Regions from separate parts of the Mus musculus genome. Here region 2 is linked to region 1. Evidence: chromatin contacts called from public promoter capture Hi-C data. All regions are on one chromosome and are shown on one strand. Each heading gives the region's core, a stretch centred on a gene start, on an enhancer-like site or on the middle of the called end of the contact. The rest is flanking DNA. Distances are from core to core; before and after follow the strand shown.

The links. Capture Hi-C pulls out chosen DNA fragments and counts their contacts.
Region 2: a promoter capture Hi-C map of adipose tissue shows a contact between it and region 1. The contact joins the promoter of Ece2 here to the promoter of Cyp2ab1 in region 1. A contact is called at or near these places in 14 of 39 promoter capture datasets (the 3T3-L1 cell line, 3T3-L1-derived adipocytes, the HPC-7 cell line and 9 more), 7 of 484 Hi-C or Micro-C datasets (CD8 T cells, the G1E-ER4 cell line, the HPC-7 cell line and 2 more), 3 of 115 datasets of contacts at active chromatin or transcription factors (bone marrow-derived dendritic cells, embryonic stem cells and pancreatic cancer cells) and 2 of 9 other capture datasets (adipose tissue and liver).

What each region holds. Positions count from the first base shown.
Region 1 is chr16:20,323,574-20,327,730 of GRCm38.p6, reverse strand. Cyp2ab1 (cytochrome P450, family 2, subfamily ab, polypeptide 1) reads left to right here and starts at 2,327. Exons shown (of 9, transcript NM_183158.3): 1 at 2,327-2,400.
Region 2 is chr16:20,627,780-20,632,234 of GRCm38.p6, reverse strand. It overlaps Ece2 (endothelin converting enzyme 2), which reads right to left and starts at 2,384. Exons shown (of 19, transcript NM_139293.2): 1 at 2,188-2,384; 2 at 1,797-1,883; 3 at 1,325-1,454; 4 at 923-1,138. The coding sequence starts at 2,226. It overlaps Eef1akmt4-ece2 (Eef1akmt4-Ece2 readthrough), which reads right to left. Exons shown (of 20, transcript NM_177941.1): 3 at 1,797-1,883; 4 at 1,325-1,454; 5 at 923-1,138.

The DNA.
Region 1 (4,157 bases), core at 1,078-3,577:
ACACTCATGGAAACTGAACAGTGTACTACTGAGTGAAAAATTGGTCAAGACAGAAATTAAGAAATTTTAAAAGTTTAAGAATTGGATTACCAGGCGTGGTGGCACACGCCTTTAATCCCAGCACTCTGGAGTTAGAGGCAGGTGGATTTCTGAGTTCGAGGCCAGCCTGGTCTACAGAGTGAGTTCCAGGACAGCCAGGGCTACACAGAGAAACCCTGCCTCGAAAAAACAAACAAACAAAAGAATTGGATGAAAATTAAAATACAACATAACCGCCGGGCACTGGTGGCACACACCTTTAATCCCAGCACTCAGGAGGCAGAGGCAGGTGGATTTCTGAGTTTGAGGCCAGCCTGGTCTACAGAGTGAGTTCCAGGACAGCCAGGGCTATACAGAGAAACTCTGTCTCAAAAAACAGAACAAAACAAAACAAAAAACACAACATAACCAAACCTATGGGACTCAATGTAAGCACTAAGTGCTGAGAGAGAGAGAGAGAGATTATATCAGCAACTCAATAGGACACCTGAAGGCTTTAGAACACAAATCACACCCAAAGGAAGTAATCAAGCTTGGCTGAAGAAAAAACAAAAATAATACAAAGAATCAATGAAAGGAAGAATTGGTCCCTTGAGAAAGTAAGATTGATACACCTTTACCCAAATTTACTAAACGATGGAGAGAGAAGATCCAAATTAATACAATTAGAAATAAAAACAGGGACATAACAGACAATGAAGGAATCCATATAACCATAAAGGCATACTTTAAAAATATGTATTCCATCAAATTGGAAAACCTGAAAGAAATGGATAAAATTTTTGATGTATACCACCTACCAATGTTATACCAATATTAAATCACTATTACATAAGCAATTTGAACAGACTGATAACTCCTAGTGAAACAGAAGCAGTACTTAAAAGTCCCTCCACCAAAAACCACCCAGGTGCAGATAGACTTAGCACAGAATTCTACCAGACATTCAAAGAATAATTAAGGGCAACAGTCTTCAAAGTATTCTACAAAATAGAAGCAGGAGCTTTGGCTAATTCATTTTATGAGACCACAGTTATCCTGATACTGCACAAAGACCCAACAAAGAAAAAAAAAAATACAGGCCAAATTCCTTTGTGAACATAGATGCAAATCTTCTCAATAAAATACTTGCAAACTGAATATAAGAACACATGCAAAAAAAAAATCCACCATGATCAAATAGGCTTCATTCTAGAGAATGGTTCTACATAAACTGTAAAATGTAATCCACCACATAAACAGACTGAAAGACATGAACCACAGGTGCATCTCATTAGATGAAGAGAAGGCCTGGAGAGACTGGGGCTACAAGGGATACACCTCAACATGATAAAGGCACTTTACAGCAAGCCCACAGGCAATATTAACCCCAGCAAAGAGAAACTCAAAGCAATTACACTAAAACCAGGAACAACACAAGGATGGCCACTCTCTCCATCCCCGGTCAATATAATGCTTGAAGTCTTAGCTAGAGCAGTAAGACAACTGAAGGAGATCAAAGGGATACAGACAGGAAGGGAAGAAGCCAATGTATCTTTTATGTTTATACATAAATGACACTAAAATCTATACCAATAAACTTTGACTGCTCATAACCACTTTCAGCAAAGTAGCAGGATACAAAATTAACACCAAAAATCAGTAGTTTTCCTATATACAAATGACAAATCAGGGAAATACCACCTTCCACAATAACCTCATTGTGTGTGTGTGTGTGTGTGTGTGTGTGTGTGTGTGTGTGTGTGTGTGTGTGTGTTGGGGTAACTCTAGTCAAACAAGAACAACATTAGGGAAGGTCACCCCAACACAAGCAAATGACTTGCATTATAAAATTTTTAAGACATTGAAGAAGATACCAGAAAATGGAAAGATCTCCCATGCTCATGGATCAGATCAGAAAAAAAATGGCATCCTACCAACAGCAATTCAGTGCAATTCCCATCAAAAGTCCAACACAATCCTTTACAGAAATTGAAAGGACAATTTTCACCTCAGTGCTCAGAGAACTCTATGGAAGAGGTGGCAGAACGATTGTAAGAGCCAATAAGGATAAAGGACACCAAAGAAACGATGTCTTCTAGATATAATAGGACAGATGGACTTACAGAGCCTAGCAGCATGCACAGGGCGTGTCCTGAAACCCAGGCAGAGTTCCAGTCCTGAAAAGGGAAGTGAGCATAAACCCAGAGGCCAATTGTCACTTGTTTACAAAGGAATAATGAATTTTCTCGAACAGTATATCAAGGGTTATACAAACCACACCTAAAGGCAGGCACCATGCCCAGCAGTAGATGACCAAAACAAAACAAAGTCAGTGGTATTTTTGGAGAGTTTTTGTCTGGATAGTACTAGAGAACAAAGGTACGAAATGCTTTGTCTGGAGCTACCTACCTTCCTTTCTTCTTCCCTCCCTCCCTCTCCCTCCCTCCCTCTTCCTCCCTCTTTCTCTTCCTTTCTTACTTTTTAACCTTAGAGATCTTATATTATGTTTTCTGATTTTGTGTTTTTATGGGATTTGTGTGTGTGTGTGTGTGTCTGTATGTGTTTCTTGTTATTTTTCTTTGGCTATTTTCCCCCATTTGCCTATTTTGTCCTGTTCTAGGTTTGCTGTTGTTTTTTATTTGTTGAGGAAGAAAGGATGTGGAGTTGGGTGGCTGTGGAGATGGGGAGGATCTGGGAGGAGCTGAAGAAGGGGGACTCCATGATCAGAATACACTGTATGAAAAAACATGTTTTTTAATAAAAATTAAAAGTATAAAAATTATATATATATTACAGTTTTGAAAATTTGAGGACTTGCCTCTATGGCTTAAAATTTAAAAATTCAATGTTTCAGTAAGTTGCAGGGGTGCCTCCCTCTAGAACCAGCACTTGGGAGTCTGAGGCAAGAGCATCGCAAGCTCCATGCCAGAGTGAGCTACATAGAGCCTGTCTCAAGGGAGGGAAATCAAAACTGTCACCTCTCTGTCTCTTTCTCTCTGTCTCTCTCTGTCTCCTCGCCCCCGCTTCGTGTTACGCGGTGCAGGTGTAGCTCTTCTCTGCTGTTACAGAAGAGCTGCTGGGCAGCACTGTCAAACCAAAACCACTGCCTCTATGCACTGTGTTCATTTTCCAGAGAGGGACGCAACAGCAGAGGGGACATCTACACCAATCTCCCTGCTGCCCTTGCTGCTACAGTTTACACCAACTTTCTTCTGATTTGTTCTCTCATCTCTCAGTTCCCCTCCTACATTGCTTCTTTTGCTTCATGCCACAAAAGAAAGTACTCTCCTGGCTACTAAATATGTCCTTTTTCTCTCCCTTTTCTCTCCGGGAACTGGACAAGGGCCCTTAGATGTGACTGGCTTCTCTTAGCACTGTTCCTCACTAGCTGCCAAGGGACCCCACTAGGCATGTCTCACATACCAGGCACCTCAACAGCAGTCTTTGGTTTATAGTGCCACTGCCCTCATCTTCATGGCTAGCCGCCCTAGCTCACCTCCAACTCTCCTGTCCCTTGTTTCAGAAGGAAGGGTGTGGGTGGTGTGTGTATGTGTTACTAACTCGTGCGTGCCAGTTGCATCACTGAGCTAACCCACAGCACCCCTCTCCAGATTCAGTCACTTGCACTCCTTCCCTCACCCCGCCCTGAAAAGGAAGGCCCCTCCTTTCCTTTTCCATTACTGTTACAGTCTCAGTGTCCTGAACCGTCAGATAAACTGGAAAAAAAAAGTGAGAAAATAAGAAAGTAGCTACTGACCAGTCAGTATGCCCAGTTGGATTTTGTTGGTTAATGAAGTGGTTTTTCCTCCTCCTCCTCCTCCTCCTCCTCCTCCTCTTCCTCCTCCTCCTCCTCTTCCTCCTCCTCCTCCTCCTCCTCCTCCTCTTCCTCCTCCTCCTCCTCCTCCTCCTCCTCCTCCTCCTCCTCCTCCTCCTTTGCTTGTTTGTTTTCCTGTTTTTGAGGCAGGGCTCCTCTGTGTAGTCTTGGCTGGCCAGGAGTCTGCTAGGTAGACCAGGCTGACGTTGAACTCATAGAGACTGGCCCAGTATCATCCAGATAGACCTATGGACACATATTACTTAGGGTGAATATACTAATTTTGTTTAGAACAGTTGGTTTCAAGGTTTGGGGATGGGTT
Region 2 (4,455 bases), core at 1,135-3,634, 300 kb before region 1:
CTGAGTTCAAATCCCAGCAACCACATGGTGGCTCACAACCACCCATAATGAGATTTGACGCCCTCTTCTGGTGTATCTGAAGTTAGCTACAGTGAACTTATGTATAATAATAAATAAATCTTTAAAAAAAAATAAGTTGGCCATGCTTGCTTTGACTTTCCAACCTCCTGCCTCAGTCTCCTGCATAGTTGGAATTATCAACATACATTAACAAACCAGGCGAGCCGGGTGATGGTAGCACATGCCTTTAATCCCAGCACTTGGGAGGCAGAGGCAGGCTGATTTCTGAGTTTGAGGCCAGCCTGGTCTACAAAGTGAGTTCCAGGACAGCCAGGGCTATATAAAGAAACCCTGTCTCGAAAAACAAAAACAAAAATAAAAACAAAAACAAAACCAAAACCAAAAAAAACCCCCAGGTTCTTCTCCCAACCCCTTTCAGAAGAAGTCTCACTGTATAGCCTGGGGTTGGCCTGGAACTTACTATTTAAACCAGGCTAGCCTCAAACTCATAGAGATTGACCTATTTCTGCCTCCTGGCTGAGTTTGGGGATTTTGAAACAGGGCCTCACTGTGTAGCCTGGTCATAAAACTCACTCTATAGACTAGGCTGGCTTAGAATTCATAGCGATCCATCTGTCTCTACCTCCTGTGCTGGGGTTAAAGGTGCACACCACTCAGGGAGACGGAAAGAGCAAATTGTGGCTTTCCCTCCTGTCTGTGGATACCCTCAAAGGAGCCCCTGTTATTCTGCCCCATCTAGCCCACCTCCAGTTACTAAGCTTTCCTGCTCTCTGCATACCCTCCCTCAAGAGCTTCACAGAATGACCCACCTAATTCTGAACTTGTGAATATTTATTGAGTACCTACTAAGTGCTGGACCATGTGTCAGACAGGAAGCTTTCGATTGACAGTCTTCACTCACCAAGTAGGTGCTTCAGTATGGCCTGGTTCTGGTCCCAGAGGCTGTTGAAGGTGTTCCAGCGAGAACGTCCATTGGGTAGAGGGTTTCTTCGAATCCAGCCTCCACAGGAGAACTGGTAAAAGTCCTGACAGGGGCTCACCCCACGGTCTAGAGACTCCAGGATTTTTCCAGCTACTCGAATGCAGGCTTCTGTGACGCAGGTGCTATGGGCTGGGTCTGTGGCAAGAGACATGGCAGAAGGCAGGAGACTATCAATCGGGGTGGAAGAAGCAAAACCTTTTGAGAAGCCGATGACAGCAGGAAGTTGGAAAGGCTAGCCCCAAAAAGAAAAATATTGAGAGGACTTTCAGGTTTTGGCCCCCCTTAGCTGTGAGGGCTGCCAACAGGTGTGAACCCACCTACCTCTGTGGACCCACAGAGCCACGAGGCAGCCCAAAAGAAGGGCAGCCAACACTAGAATGAGGCCTGCCAAGACCAGCTCCAACTGTGTGTGTGAACCAAACAGTTGTCTTGTCCTCTTCTGGAATCCCACCTGGGGAACACAGGACAGGCGCAATTGAGTTGCATCGCAAGGACCCAATATCGCAGAAGTCCTCCCAGAAAATAAAGATATGAAGAAGGTACAGCCAGTTTCCAGAGTGATGGAGCAAATAGCGAGTGGGGGTTAACTTCGGGCCCAAAAGCAAAGAGGCAGGTGGAGCCTGTTTTGTGCAACGTCATGGCTTTGAAATGCCTCACTACAGTCCTGGCGCAGAGGCCAGAGATGGAGTGGAAACCAGGACAAGCGACCCACTAGAACAGCCACATGGTTACTGCAGGCAGGCATCATGCCAAAGGTGAGGCCTGATGAGAAAAGGGGAACCCCTTTGCCCACCTCCAGTGAGTCCCGGGTGGCCCTGCCTTCAACTGTAATCTCTGGTGATTCTTCATCCCGAAGCTTAGCACGTTTGTACTCCACCATCTGCAAACAGTTCGGAGCACCAACTGAGGTTGGGCAGCTAGGCCTTCTGCCCAAGGCCCTGCTCGGGTGTCCCTCGCTGGACCGGCTTCCTCCTTTCATGCACAGAGGGACCTTCCCCGGGTGTCAGACTCTCAGACTAGGGTCCCCTCTGACACCATCCCTCTCCAACCCGCAGAAGAAGCGCCATCACCGAGGCAAGCCGGGGTCCCAGCCAGACGCTGCCAGTTCACTCACACCCGCCCCTCCACACTTTGTGCCCTCTCCACCCGGGTCCTCTCCCCTGGAGTCCAGGGCCATCACTCACACTGCCTCCGCCACCCAACTCGTGCAGCGCGACGTTCATGGTGGAGTGGAGCAAGGCCGGGCCGCGCCTTAGGGCTGGGCGAGGTTGACCCGCCCAGGAACTACGGCCCAGGCCACCCGCTGAACCCCGCCGCTGCCCTCCATCACAGTCACTGCTGCAGCCCCTGGCTTGGCCGCGGCGGCCCGGCTTTCTCAGGTCTCCCCGACCCAGCGGCGCGCCCGGGGGTGGGAGCGAGGGGGAGGGGCGGAGCGCGCGCGGCTCCCCGCCAGCATCCGCGCCCAGACCACGTTCCGCGCAACCGCTGCTCTCCATCAAGCCTGAGAGCCCCTCAGGCAAGCCACCCATAATTTGCTTCCATTTGGTTGAGGCCCAATCATTGCTAATTTTTTTTTTTAACCCGGACTTTCCAAATTTCAGGCCTTCAATACTTTTAAACACCATAGAGGAGTTATGTCCCAGAGAGGAACCCCTTTACCTAGCAGAATGTCTGCAGGGTCTTTTTTTTTTTTTTTTTTTTTTACAGCAGGAAACCACAGGCAGTTCACCTCTATACAGGTGTCCATAGGATATCTACAACAGCACAAGGCTCCAAGCACAAAGAAACTCTAAAGCAACTATTCTGAATTTTCACAATGTATATACAGAAAAGCCCACTGTCATTGGGGATACACACAAGCACATACCAAGTGTTACGGCAGCATGCACTATACACACAGCTCACACTAATGCCGCTCTTACACATTGCTTCAAGATGGCACTTTCACTCTCCAAGATAATTGCCGTCATCGGATCATCTCATAAAGGGAGGGTTACAGATGGTGACAAATTGGCAGGGAAAAAAACAGCCATGCACAGATATTTAAAGAAAAGACATGCTAACACTTCCAACTCAGGAAGGCAAGCGATTTTATTTGGGAGGTTTACAAGAGGGAAAAAAAAAATCACCAAGCAATATTTAACTGAAACGCAACAGTGTGGTATCCATGCATCACCATCTGCCTTCCATATTGTCATTCCTTAAACAGGCAGGCGAGTGTTACAGTCTGTTGCGCCAAGGAGTGCCTCATGTTTTTTACAGTGCTGCGGAGGGAACGGGGACACCAAAGCATTGCCTCCTCTTCCTCTCCCTAACCAGGAGAATACCAAACCGTGATCTGAGGCAGCCTTAAGTAGTGAGTGGCAATGGATACTCATTTATTGATTCACACCTAAGTTCTCAGACATCTTATTGCAAGTGGTGCTAGCGTGGGCTATTCTTGAGACTGAGAAACGATGCAAGATGAATGGATTTGGCTGAGAAGTGCTAGACTGCTTTCTTAGGAACTGTTCCATCCCCAAATTGCATGTTCTCAAACAAGACAGAGCACAGTGTCACTGTTAGGATGAACAATTCTGGGTTTAGACTCAGTTTCCCCATCTGTAAAATGGAAATAAGAGTAGTATTTAGGCAGTGGTGGCACACTCCTTTAATTCTAGCACTGGGGAGGCAGAGGCAGTTGGATCTCTGAGTTCAAGGCCAGCCTGGCCTACAAAGTGAGTTTCAGAGGACCCAAGGGTACACAGAGAAACCCTGTCTCAAAACAAACAACAGCAAAAAAAAAAAAAAAAGGTATCTAGCTCAACTTGTGTTTCCGTAATTAAAAAGAACAGTAACTGCACATAAAGAGTGTATTGTGAGTCAATCTGGTTTTCTCCAGATACTGGGTATTAAACCAAGGGCCGTGCACCCGCTAATAGGTATTCTACCTCCAGATTATTTGGGACCTTAAAAAACTCATTTTGGAGGGGAACGCCAGGGCCAAAAAGGGGGAGTGGGTGGGTAGGGGAGTGGGGGTGGGTGGGTATGGGGGACTTTTGGTATAGCATTGGAAATGTAAATGAGCTAAATACCTAATAAAAAATGGAAAAAAAAAAACTTATTTTGGGCCTGCATCGATGGCTCAATGGTTAAGAACACTGGCCGCTATTCCAGAGGACCTAAGTTCAATTCCCAGCAGCCACGTAAAGGCTCACAACCTTCAGTAATCCAAATTCTAGGGGCTCCAACACCTTCTACTGGGCTCTGCAGGCACTGTACATGATTCACAGACACACATAAGCAAAACATCCGTACACATAAAATAAGAATAAATTAAATTTCGAGGCCAGCCTGGTCTACAAAGTGAGTTCCAAGACAGCCAGGGCTATACAGAGAAACCCTGTCTCGAAAAACAAAACAAAAAAGAATAAATTATATTTTAAAAAAATAAAAAATTCAAATAATGTTTT